Regions from separate parts of the Mus musculus genome. Here regions 2, 3 and 4 are each linked to region 1. A link is a contact called in public Hi-C data. All regions are on one chromosome and are shown on one strand. Each heading gives the region's core, a stretch centred on a gene start, on an enhancer-like site or on the middle of the called end of the contact. The rest is flanking DNA. Distances are from core to core; before and after follow the strand shown.

The links. A called contact is a pair of places that touch in the nucleus more often than the background predicts.
Region 2: a Hi-C map of bone marrow-derived macrophages shows a contact between it and region 1, with 24 read pairs. The contact joins two enhancer-like sites. A contact is called at or near these places in 1 of 15 datasets of contacts at CTCF or cohesin (the G1E-ER4 cell line), 5 of 484 Hi-C or Micro-C datasets (bone marrow-derived macrophages, embryonic stem cells, trophoblast stem cells and 1 more) and 1 of 115 datasets of contacts at active chromatin or transcription factors (the HPC-7 cell line).
Region 3: a Hi-C map of the N1E-115 cell line shows a contact between it and region 1, with 2.9 times the contacts expected there. The contact joins two enhancer-like sites. A contact is called at or near these places in 8 of 484 Hi-C or Micro-C datasets (the AML12 cell line, the N1E-115 cell line, the P5424 cell line and 1 more) and 2 of 115 datasets of contacts at active chromatin or transcription factors (T-cell acute lymphoblastic leukemia and fibro-adipogenic progenitors).
Region 4: a Hi-C map of erythroblasts shows a contact between it and region 1, with 2.0 times the contacts expected there. The contact joins two enhancer-like sites. A contact is called at or near these places in 5 of 484 Hi-C or Micro-C datasets (bone marrow-derived macrophages, erythroblasts, granulocyte-monocyte progenitors and 2 more) and 2 of 115 datasets of contacts at active chromatin or transcription factors (the HPC-7 cell line and embryonic stem cells).

What each region holds. Positions count from the first base shown.
Region 1 is chr1:184,479,312-184,482,464 of GRCm38.p6, forward strand. No RefSeq gene overlaps it. Among named protein-coding and RNA genes, the nearest start is that of Gm34229, 49 kb to the left of the region's middle. Within about 2 kb of position 1,555, at least 47 of the 459 cell types and tissues checked have an H3K27ac peak or open chromatin away from gene starts, as enhancers often do. A contact at or near this core is called in the HPC-7 cell line, the N1E-115 cell line, bone marrow-derived macrophages and 1 more, where this site is marked.
Region 2 is chr1:184,694,133-184,697,285 of GRCm38.p6, forward strand. No RefSeq gene overlaps it. Among named protein-coding and RNA genes, the nearest start is that of 4930488B22Rik, 17 kb to the right of the region's middle. Within about 2 kb of position 1,524, at least 15 of the 459 cell types and tissues checked have an H3K27ac peak or open chromatin away from gene starts, as enhancers often do. A contact at or near this core is called in bone marrow-derived macrophages, where this site is marked.
Region 3 is chr1:184,264,719-184,267,871 of GRCm38.p6, forward strand. No RefSeq gene overlaps it. Among named protein-coding and RNA genes, the nearest start is that of Gm34177, 63 kb to the right of the region's middle. Within about 2 kb of position 1,658, at least 18 of the 459 cell types and tissues checked have an H3K27ac peak or open chromatin away from gene starts, as enhancers often do. A contact at or near this core is called in the N1E-115 cell line, where this site is marked.
Region 4 is chr1:184,627,658-184,630,810 of GRCm38.p6, forward strand. No RefSeq gene overlaps it. Among named protein-coding and RNA genes, the nearest start is that of Gm23349, 49 kb to the left of the region's middle. Within about 2 kb of position 1,649, at least 43 of the 459 cell types and tissues checked have an H3K27ac peak or open chromatin away from gene starts, as enhancers often do. A contact at or near this core is called in the HPC-7 cell line, bone marrow-derived macrophages and erythroblasts, where this site is marked.

The sequences.
Region 1 (3,153 bases), core at 305-2,804:
GCCGGTGCCTGGGTCATCCCACCCAGGGTTCTGGGTTTGCTTAGAGACTAGAGTCTTGATGGTCTGCTTTCCTAGCCAGCACTGACCACAGGAATGAAAATTGCCTACAGAGGATGAAAAAGAACTGTCCTTGGGTACGTCCGAGGAAGCGAGAATGTGGAACACAGCAAGTGCTCCCTGTTATGGAGTTATGACAACATAGAAACTGTAGGACCTGAGACTCTGTCTTCCACTAATTCAAATAAATATTGAGCACCTTTTAAATACCTTGCCAGATACAGGGGAAGATTTTAAGAACTACCAGTGTACGTTTTTAAAGTATAAGACTTATCTCTCCTTTCCCTTAAAGTCCTAATATAATCACTTAAATGATACTAATGCTGACTCCAGAGCAGTGGCCTTTCACACGGGTCACCTAAGATCTTCTGAAACACAGATATTTACATTACAATTCATAACAGTAGCAACGTTACAGTTATGAAGTAACAATGGAAACCATTTGATGGTTGGGGTCACCACAGCATGAGGAACTGTGTTAAAGGGCCACAGCAGTAGGAAGGTTGAGACCCTCTGGTCTAGCGAGATGGCTCAGTGGTTAGAAGTGCTTGCTGCTTTTCCAGAGAACTGGGGTTCACTTCCTAGCCCACAGGTCAGGTGGCTCACAACTTCCTTGAGCTCCAGGGAATCAGACATCCTCCTCTGGGCTTCTCAGACACCCACAAACGTGTCAAACACATACATGCACGTTTTAAAATAAGTCTGAGAAAAGAAAACGGAGCCCTACCACTCACAGAGCAATTCATGAAGTGCTTTCTGCTAGCTTTGGTCTGAGTGAGACCAGATAAAGCTCAGGGTCGGTCCTCTCCAGGCCAGATTGAAAAAGCCACGACTATAGCACATTGTAGCATGTATCAGTGCTTTCTGCAGTTCACGGACTTCACACTGGCTCATTGAGAAAAGGAACAGCATCCGCCTGTTCTACAACATGATACCCAGGAGGGACAGTGTTGTACCTAGGAGTTCCACTTTAGGCTATTAAGTAGCCAAATGAAGACATGATAAGAAGAGCAAACTTCACACACACACACACACACACACACACACACACACACACACACTTCCAGCTGTTTACTTAGGCATGACTAGGCACATGTGAGAATATTGGGGCTTCAGCACATCTAATCATGTGTTTTCTCCTCACTCATAAGAAACCAGCACACCCCACTATTCTGATGAAGTCTCTGAGGTTTGACAGACAAGCCCTACATGGCCATTATGTAGTGGTTATTCTCTGTATCAACAGTTAGCATTCCCTGCTGTGGGCCAGAACCTGCTTGGTCTTTCTCATCAATTCCTCACATGTGAGTGGCTTGCCAAATGCAGAAGACAGCCCACGATATTTGGGGAAGTAGAATCATGTACTAAGCCTTACATTTCTTAATGTAATTAGCCAAAGTTTGAGAAATTTCTCAGAGTGACTGAAGCATTGGGCCAAATCGCAAACCACAGAGATATTTGCAGCTTAAATGTTCTTTAAGTAACTGCGCTGTTACCACAGCTCCTCGGAGGGTTCCCCTTTTCTGCCAATTGCACATTGATACCTCTTCCTAAATGACTGGCCCCATCAGAACACTATGGGCCTTTATAAGAATATCTCATGCTTTGAATAATTTATTCATTGTGTTGGGAGGGGAAGACCCCATCTTGGAACTCACCACGAGTCCAAGAGTGATCAGCCTTGAGCGTTGAGTGTTGAGCGTCGAGCAGGCTGTGCCTCACAGGTTCAGTACAATGCCTCACAGAAAGTTAACTGAGGAGGAATTCACAGATGAGCTGCAGCTGCCCCTACATCCTCAACATGATCTAATGAGTGTCTCCGGGGCTGAGTCATTTCAGGTTCAGCCAAAGCCGTCAAATGTTAGTGTCAACAAAAATGTTGCTCACAATTGCTCCATTAGCTTTTGGGGTCGATGTCAACTGTCCTAGTGAACTTTAAGAAAGTCACTGTATGTTAGGATAATGGTGCCCAATAGCTCAGCTGTCACCCTACATTGTCATCTTGATAGTCCGTGGTTCCCCAGAAAGATTAAAGGAGGTCAGAGTACCCAGCAGTCCCTTCTACATAACATGAGGCAGCAGCAAGGCTTCTAAAGGATGGAGGCGCACTGACATAGGAAGAGAAGTTGGTCTATTCCTAGCAGTCATACCATAGTAGTGTACACGAAGTAAAGACTCTCTGCTTAAGCTTTTTACAGTAGGCATTTCCCTCCTGCCTGCTAATTTTTAACCTTAGCAAACAAATAGAAATGAATCTTGGATAAGTAAACAAAAAGGGAAAAAAAGGTAATTTAAATGTTTGTTGGTCTGGAGAGATGGCTCAACAGTTAAAGGCACGCGCTGCTCTTGCAAAGAATCAGGGTTAAATTCCTAGCACCAAAAATTGGGCAGCTGGCAGCCACCTGCAATTACAACTTCAGGGGACCCCACATCCTCTTCTTGCCTCTGCGAGGACCTACACACATGTGCATGTGCACACACAGACACGCATGTACACATAAATAAAAAATAAGACTCAAAAAAATTTAAACATGTCTCCCACCAGCGACCTCTATACAACAGGAGACCCAAACAACCTTCTGCTCTGTCACAGCCTTGATCTGGGTTCTACAACGCGCTAGTTAAAATTCTCATGGTCACCCAATGACAGTCAGTCCCTAGGAGTTCTGGAATGGCTGTAAATCCACCATTTCCTGCAATTCATCAAAACCTGGTCTTTAAATGGTTTTGACTTTCTTCAGAACCGTCACCATATATCACAGCCGTGGCAGTCCCCTGCGTCCCTCTTCCCATGTATGGCTGGGTCGCCTTTCAGAGAGAAAAAGTATTTTCACCACAGGAAAACGCAGGATGGAGTGACCTCAGATGAGACATGAGTCATGATCCGAAGTGCAGATAAATCGAATGAGCTTATCTCTGGGCAGAGCTAGAGTCAGAAACAAAACAGCACAGTGCCTGATGGGATGCAAAGAGGAGGAGAGAGCCGACAAGGAGCCAGCTGATTGACAGCAACATGGCGCTGAAAGGAAACAAGGGGTGGGATTCTTGCTTCAAATTGCGAGTGACTCCTCTCTGGTTTCAGCTTCAGCACCACGG
Region 2 (3,153 bases), core at 274-2,773, 210 kb after region 1:
AATCCCAGCACTCGGGAGGCAGAGGCAGGTGGATTTCTGAGTTCGAGGCCAGTCTGGTCTACAAAGTGAGTTCCAGGATAGCCAGGGCTATACAGAGGAACCCTGTCTCGAAAAACCAAAAAAAGAAAAAAGGAAAAAGGTGGAGCATGAAAGCTCACAACTGTAATCCCAGCACTGGGGAGGAACCCTGGCCAGCCAGACTAACCAAATTCACAAGTTCCGGGTCAGCAAAAGACCCAGGCTCAAAAACAGAAAGCAGCGGGTCTGGGGGGGGGGGGAGGGTGCAGAGAGATAGACAGACAGACATGCAGAAACACAGATATACAGACAGACATGCAAAAACACACAGTCACACACATACAAACACAGACAGATATACACATAAATAGAAACACAGAGATACACACACAAACACACACAGATATACACACATCCAGATACATACATGCAAACACATATATATAGATACACACAAACACAGAGATGCACACACATATAGACACAGACACACACAGATATACACAGCTACACACATACACACATATGCACACATACATATACACAAACAGACACAAACACACAGACAAACACACAGACAGAAATAAACACAGAGAGATACAAGCACACAGATATGCACACAGATACAAACACACAGATATACACACATATAGATTCAAACACTCACAAATACATACACATACAGATGCACACACAGACACACACAGATACAAACACAGAGATAAACACAAAGATACACTCAAATAGACACAAACACACACAGATACACACACACATAAATTAATTAAATTTAAAAGTTACAGATTCCCTCCTTTCGGCCACTGCAGCCATCTTCCAGTAACCTGCCAAAATCATGAACACAAAGGGAGAGGAGAGGAACCCTAGGCCTTTTAGGAAACATGGCATTGTTCCTTTGGCCACACACATGCAAATCTACAAGAAGGATGGTATTGTAGACATCAAGGGAATGGCACTGTTTAAAAAGGAATGCCCCATAAGTGCTACCACGGCAAAACCAGAAGAGTCTACAATGTCACCCAGCATGCCGTGGGCATCATTGCAAACAAGCAGGTTAAGGACAAAATTCTGGCCAAGAGGATCAATGTGCGGATTGAGCACATCAAGCACTCAAAGAGCAGAGACAGCTTCCTGAAGCGGGTGAAGGAGAACGATCAGAAGAAAAAGGGAGCCAAAGAGAAGGGCACCTGGGTGCAGCTGAAGCACCAGCCTGTGCCACCCAGAGAAGCACACTTTGTGAGGACTAACGGAAAAGAGCCGGAGCTGTTGGAGCCCATTCCATAGGAATTCATGGACTAATGTACAAAAATGAAATAAAGGACCAGGACTGCAGAGTGTATTCCTTAAAAAAAAAAAAAAAAAAAAAAAATTACAGATTCCCTTTCCATATTCACAAAACCAGAATTTTGCTCAGAGTGAGTCAGAGATGCCTCAGTCTCTGGAAATGGTCCCAATCTCTGATCTAAGGATAGGTATGTGACTCATTTCTGACCTAAGAGATGAAAGAGGATGTAAGGCAGACTCCCCGAGGGAAGACTCTCTTGCCCTTCGCTGCCCACTGCCCCTTGCTTTTATGTGTATCTGTATGTGTGTGTGTATCTGTGTATGTATATAGGTCTATGTGTATATGTATGTGTATGTGTGTGTTTGTATGTGTGTGGGTTTGTATCTATATGTGTATATATGTGTGTGTATCTGAAGATGTGATCATTGAAGCATGTCCAGCTTTTTTGCAATAATGAAGGAGAATGACAAGAACAAACAGCAAAGACAGAGAGCCTTGTAGTCTAAGGGCTGAGAGCCTTGTACTCTTTAAGCTTCTGCACTAATATCTGTAACTGGCAATCAACATCCTCATAGGTCAAAACAGTTACACAATTTTTTGCTGAAGCTCAGATCATTCCAGCTAATACGCTTCCCCAGATGATGAGAAACCCAAAGGAAGACACTACACCTCATTTATCTATGAGTCCTTTTGGGGGTCTGGTCCAGAAGAGGCCCCTGAAGAAATATTTGCCAAGGAACTGAGTATATATATATATATATATATATATATATATATATATATATATATATATATATATATACATATCCATAGCAAAAGACTTGCTTATCACACAAAGAGCCTGGATTCAGTCCCTGTCCCAAAAATAAGTTATTTCTAGAGTAAACAAAGGGAGAAAAGACTATACTCCTAACAGATAGAACTCAGTGCAAAGTTCTCAAAAGGGGAGTAAATATGAGAGTTTGTACTTGTTCATATCTTATTTGCCAAGGCGTCCTACATTCCTATTGTCTTTTTTCTGTCTTGTGTGTTATAAAACTTGCTGACAACAATATTTTTCATAAAGTTGGATCAATCAGTATTACATGCCAGCAATGAAGATATCTTCCTGATTACAGAAAAAAAAATCACTTAAAAGTGACATCTGCAATCGATGAAGGGGAGAAATGATAAAACATTCGGATAATTATTTGAATCAATTAAATACAAGTTCTGGTCTTTTAGGGCCCAGATGAATTGGCGTGCACCTATATAATGAAATAAATGATTGTTTAAATGTAAAGATGGGCTAGGGAGAAGGCTCAGCAAAGTTAAGAATACTTACTACTCTGGAAGAGGACCAGGATTTCATTCCCAGACTCACATGGAGGCTTACAACTGCCTATAACCAGTTCCATGGGATGAGATGCCCTCCTCTGACCTCCACAGGCACCAGGCATGCACATGGTACACAAACAAACATGCAGACAAAAAAAAAAAAATCTTATGCACCCACACACATAAAACAAATTAGGGGGGCTGGAGAGACAGCTCAGCAGTTAAGAGCACTGACTGCTCTTTCAGAGGTCCTGAGTTCAATTCCCAGCAACCACATGGTGGCTCACAACCAGCTGTGATGGGATCTGATGCCCTCTTCTGGTTGTCTGAAGACAGCGTACAATGCACTCACATATAATAAAATAAATAAACTTATTTAAAAAGTAAGAAAGAGGAGGGGAGGGGAGGGGAGGGAAGGGGAGGGGAGGGGAGGGGAGGGGAGGGGAGGGGAGGGGAGGGGAGGGGAGGGGAGGGGAGGGGAGGAGAGGAGAGGAGAGGAGAGGAGAGGAGAGGAG
Region 3 (3,153 bases), core at 408-2,907, 210 kb before region 1:
CTCAATTCTTTTGGCAGAACTTTAGCAGAACAATACTTTTCACTAAAAATAAATAAATAAAATCTTACTTTGGTTTTGTGGACCATGATCTTGGAATCATTTCTCACTTTTTGCCTCAACCCAAATCATGAAGATTTTTCCTGACATTTCCTTCTGGAATCTTTAGAGTTTTATGCTGAATAAAGAAAGCGAATAAACCCTCACTGGAGTTCATCGACACCTGCTTCCTAGAGAGAGTCATCTCTGCCTGCTTCCTACCCGAGGACAGAGTGAGCAGCTATTCACACCCACGGTGCCATGATTCAGCTCCGCGATGGACTGCATTCTCTCCAACCAAGAGCCACACGATAACCCCTTTCTTGTGTTGTTTTCGGTTGCTTTTGTCAGAGCAACAAGAAAAGTAAAACAAATCCATTATTTCACTGGACCGTTTAAACTAACTTGCTTTTCTTGTAACAAAGAAGGGCTTTTTAAAATCTCTTCCCATTCTTTCTGGGGGAGTACAAAATCATTGACCTGTTAGATCCTGGATTTACATTACCCTCCCTGTGTGTGTGTGTGTGTGTGTGTGTGTGTGTGTGTGTGTGTGTGTGTTACATGAAGATGGGAGACCTATGTTAGACTTAAGCATGGTTACCTGGCTTCCTCTTGCTACAACAAGGATGTTGTGTTCCCCAAAAGCACAAGCAAGAAGATGAGGCTGTGTGACGTGACACCACAGGCACTGTAGTGAGCGTAAAACAAACGCACAGATTGTACCTACAACTAGATCCTATAATTAATTGTACCACAAGAGATTCATCCATGCTGGTTATGCCAGACCTTCTGGCACAGCAGGGGAGGAGACTGGCGAATCTTCAGCCCCAGTGTGTCACTTCAGCGGATACTTTGACCTGATGGCAGACACGTGTTGTTGGGATGCATGTCTTTGCTCCTCATTTACAGGTAGAATGGCAACAGCAAGCATTTGTGTGTTCTGTCCTTGCCGGAGAGTGAATGTCTACAGAATGTTCGTGGAGGTGGGGACTTTCCGGTTTCTTTCAGGTATATACATACTTCCTTGGAGCATTCGGTTTTCAGAACCATGCTTGGCTGTGGTACAGGGTTATACCCAGGCTAGGGCCACACTTCGATGATCCAAATGATCGTTTCTGTAGTGTCAAAAGAGTTCACACTGTTGACACTTCGTCTTCATTCCACCAAAGAAAGTAGAAGCGTATTGTTGCGACAGAGGAAGTAAAGGCGTTTTCAAGGTGGAGATCAAGCGCTTTCCCAAAACTTGGTCAAGAGATTTTAGTAACTTAAACAACTGTTAAGCGTGTTGCTCTGGCCAACTTCAGAGACCTTGTGACTCAGAGCGTTCACAGAGCTGATGTAACTGTTCTGGAAGTCTTTTGACTTGAACTTAAGAGTCACTTCCACACAGCTGCATCATGTCCACCTTCAACAGCAATTTGGACCCAGAAAGCACGGAAGGAACAGGGGCAGGAAAGGCCCAAACTAAACCCTGAGAGGAGAATCACACAACAAACCTGGGGTGTAGTTCCAGTCATTGGCCACCAGGGGTCTGTCTTCTCACAAGGAGCTGTGCGCAGAGGGCGTGTTTCTGGGACTTTGAAAACCCAAAGCTTTTCTGGATGTTTGCGGTGCATCCAGATGTTGGTTGTAAAGGTGCAAAAGCAAAGCGAGTTCTCAAAGCCAGGACAAATAACGGGCAGCTTCTCGTTTAAGGATTTAAATGGAGTAGCAGATGGAACTTGTGCCAATCCTTGGGAGAACGACGGAGCGGTAGGTGGCCAAGAGAGTGGAGACCCAGAAAAAGTTAAAAACACAGGCCATCTGTTCCCGGATCTCTTTCTACTTCACCTGGTTTTCACTCTCACCCCTGTGCCGTGCTACAGCTGAAAAACATCACTACCAAAACGTGCTGGGAGAATTTTTATTTGTCTGTCCTAGCCTCCAGAATCGGGACTGGCCCTGCATTAGAATTGGATAACCCAAGTGCCTTTTGACATTTAAAAGTTACACATTGGAGGCCAACCCCAGGAACAAGAGTTGTCTCTTGAGATCTGTTAAGAAGCTCTGCAAATTAAAGAGTTTGTGGGGAGGGGGGGGGCGTCTCTCTAGTGCTTTTAGTTGCTTTGTTTTGTTTTGAAATAGCCAAAAGATTTTCATCACTTAAGGAATTATCTCCTTCGTTCCCTTGCTACTCTGAAAGTGGAGTAGCCACTTCTGAAAGTCGACATTCCTGAGAGTCCAAGATATATTTTCACACTTTTAATTAAAATTTGAAAAGATGTAGCTCTCCGGTCAGCTAATGTGGGATGGGTGACTTACTCGAAGCAACTGTTACTCCATCTAGACATCATAATGGACTCTGGGCCTGAAGAGCTTGTTCCCTTTGAGGGAATGTTATTTTCCTTTGGCTTTATTTGTTGATGTTGATGCCTTTGGGACAGTGATCTCAGTGTATCTAGTGGCTGTGCCCACCAGGCTGGTTAACCAGAAACAAACCCTCAGAGAAGAGTTGCCTCCCGGACCCTGCCTTCTTTATTCTGGTCTTTCGAACACACATAGATGTCTTCATTACAGCTCCGACTCCTTCCAAACTGCACACTCCTTAACCTGATTTCTCACCACGCATGCAGCTGTTTACTAATTTATTACTCACTAAGAACTTCATGCTGTGGCTAAAATTAAAACGGGGACAGCGGTCTGCTCTCTCAAAACGATGCCGAACTAGTGGAAAGAATTCTAAAAACGTATTTTTAAGATGTATACATTGTTGTGCACACATGCACATGTCTGCCTGTGTGTGCATGCATGAGGTGGGGGCATGCACTTGTGTGCAAATGCCCTCAGAGGTCAGAAGAGGACATTGGATTCCCTGGTGCCTCAGGCAGTTGGGAGTCACCTGACTTCGATGCCAGGGGAGCAGGGGGGGGGGGAGGAACTCATGTCCTCTGGAGGTTCAGCTACCTCTCTTAACCACTGAGCCACCTTTCAGCCCCAGCAATTCCTTAAATACACTTCTGGATCTAACTGAATATTCTGAGCATGAGGTGCCACAGGCATTTGTGACCTAGAGGCACTCTCTGATCACCCACATGACACATCTTCAGCTTACAACTATTATGTCTAGAGATCACTGTC
Region 4 (3,153 bases), core at 399-2,898, 150 kb after region 1:
CTTTTCTTGATCATGTACCATTAATATTTTCTCATGAAATTAAATATTCTTGTATAGTCATGTTAGTGGCTGCATAGTGCTTTATTATTGGACAGTCAGTATTGCTAATGTTTCTATAAGTAAACCATAATAAACTCCACTTTTGCATTATTTGTAAATCTCATGTTGTATTTTTATTTTCTCTCTATTATTTAAGTGTGTCTTTAGCAATTGAACTTGGGATGGTATTTTAGACATTGGAGGACAGGTATAGCTCAAGATAGATCTGAAGCAGAGGCCATGACAGGATGGCGCTCATTAACTTGCTTCCCCTGGCTTGCCTCAGTTCTATTATTACACAACCCAAGACCACCTGCCCACAGCAGTCTAGGCCCTTCCACATGAATTACTAATCATGAAAATGTCCCTATGACTTGCCTAAAATCCTATCTAATGGGGATATTGTCTCAGTGTGTTGAAGCCGACCAGGGGCTCACATGTCCGGGTTCGAGCCTGGAAGGCACCTTGGAGTCTGGAAGAGAAGAGGGAATCTAGGCAACGAGAGAAAGGATGGAACCAAGACAATAGTCTGATCAAGGTTCAGTTTTAATATCCGGGAACACGGGCTTATAAAGAAGGGGGAGGGGCCCATTCCCGCCAATCATCCTTGGAGTCCAGCTGCAGGTGACCACGTGTAGACTCTGGAGCAGCTAGGCAGCAGGTAGCAGCAGCGGGAGTGGCAGAACAATAGGGTGGCAGGCTCCGCCCCTGGTGATCTCCTAGTGATAATAGTCAAACCTGCTCAGCCTGCTTCCGGGCTGTGGGGGAGGTTATATCAGTGAAGGTGCCCTCTTCCCAGATGACCCTAGTTCTGTCAAGTGACTAAACTAAGCAGCGCATGGACCTAGAACACACATCTGAAAGGTGAAGAGAAGCAAACAGGCATTGCTGTCATGGTTGGCAGGAGACTCAGGTCCTTCACGCACCCAGGCTCCTATGCTAGACCATCTGGGACCAAAGGACCTCTTCCAGTTCTCTTGTGCAAAACAGAAATCTCACTAAGAGCTATCTCTGCTCATCAAGTAACCGGAAACATTGCTTTGGAGTTGGTACCTTCCCCTCTGGGTTGTCAAGGAGACAGAGGGGGCCTGGAAAGGTTAATAGATGCCTGAGTCACATATCAGCATGTCAGAGGACAGGCTCCAAGGCAGCCTTCCTGCTCCAACGCCATGCTCTTGCTGCTGTCATTGAATATGAAAGCCCCATGGGTGCATGTATGTAAACATGCCTAGAACACTGTAAAACCTTTAGAAGGTGGAGCCTTGCTGGAGGAAGTGAGTCAGGCCCTACTTCCTGACTATAGAGGCAATGTGACAGTTGTCTCCTGATCCTACCATCATGTCTTCCATACCACAATGGAAATGGCCCCTCTTCCCTTAATTTACTTTTTGAGAATTTGATCACAGCAACAAAGAAAGTAGTCACATTCTATTAAGATATGTTTAATTTTTAATTGTGTGTGTGAGTGTGTGTGTGTGTGTGTGTGTATGTGTGTGTGTGTTCATAAACAAAGGTGCCGGAGGAAGCCGCAGGCATCAGATACCCTGGAGCAGGAGTTGCCTGACATAGGAGCTAAGAACCAAACTCAGTTCTTCTGAAAGAACAGAGTGTGCTCTTAACTGCTGAGTCATCGCTCCAGCCCAGTCATGTTGGATATGTTGTTTGACCACAGACCTTTAGGCATAAGGAAACTTTATCTCTTCAACTCCCAAACTCCTTCTCTAAGGGGGCCACTCTACTCACCTGGGAGAACCACGTGACCCGTGTCAGAGGCAGCCTGTCCACTACCCGCTCCGTTTCCCCTTCTCGTTCCTCACAACTAACATGACTAATTAAGAAGAGTGTTTCTGAAGGGAGTTAAATGACAGCGATGAGGAATGCTCTATTTTGGGAGGACTAAGCCGGCAGCTCACTCTTCTCTGTGGTGTCTGTGTGTGTTTATTAATGGAATAGACTAACAGAAAGCCTGTATGAGCACTGAAGTCATCCTGCATTGAGTGCCTGAGGACCGGACTGGCTTCCCAGGTTGTTCTCTGCCATCATTGGTGTCTCTTGGAGCCTTTCCTCCATTCTCATCCCAAAATGTTTCTATAACAAGAACACTGCTACAATGCTCTATAGAGCCAAGTTAACTTTAGTTTTTAATAGCAGTTAGGCCGGAGAGACATGGGGCATCGTGCAAGAGTCAAATCTGCAGTGAGCGGCTCGCGTGCTGGGGACGCTGGCAGCTTTTACTGGCCTTTTGCAGTCCTGTCATCTACATGAGCTGAGAGAAGCCTGCTGCAGATGTCTTAGTCAAACGCAGTAGTCAGGCAATTACAGATGTGCACCTTCTCTTATTTCGGCCTATTCAGAACAAAGATCTGCCAAAAGCTGGCTCTGAGCTACTCTTCCTGTGGCTGTTGTTATGTGGTGACATTATTACAGACAGGTCAGACACTCACAGCGACCTTCATTGGCTACTACAACTTCTACCTGCCTTTTGTTTTCGACTTTATTTTTGTATTTATTTTTAGTGGTGCTAGGGATAGGACTGTGCATACCAGGTGTGTTCTCTGTCACTGAACTCCCTGCCACTCACCCCCACTTTCTGTGTAGTGTCTCAAAGTCACCTAAAGCTGGAAAAGTGAATTTAATCATGACAGCAGGGTTAGCAAGCATGCAAACTGCTAATGTTTTACTTATTCTAATCATATGGAGTAACCCAGATTCCTGCCCTGTGGACCACACCCTAGTTTTTGGCAAGTGCTCACTATATTCTCTTGTTTTATTAGCCCTTCACATCGGTGCACAGCTACTCTGGACACACACAGCCCTCTCCCCATGGTCCCTCTTTGTAGCCCTCAAGTGTGAAGTTTGCAGTGATTCCTCGAGTTTTCTAAGTCTTTGTAATACTGAGAAGTACTGTGACTCCCTGGAGCCCTGCCTTCCAGGGTCTCCAGGTCCTACTGAAGCTAAAGCATTAAAAAGTTACAACTCAATTGGCCACGAAATCCCCAGCCCTGCAATGCAGCTTATCTGTGAGAAAGGAAACTAGGTCTGCAGCAGAGACCTAGTACTTTGTATTGCAGAAGCAGTAAATAAAAAGAAGGAAGACGGGCTGTGGGGGAGAAA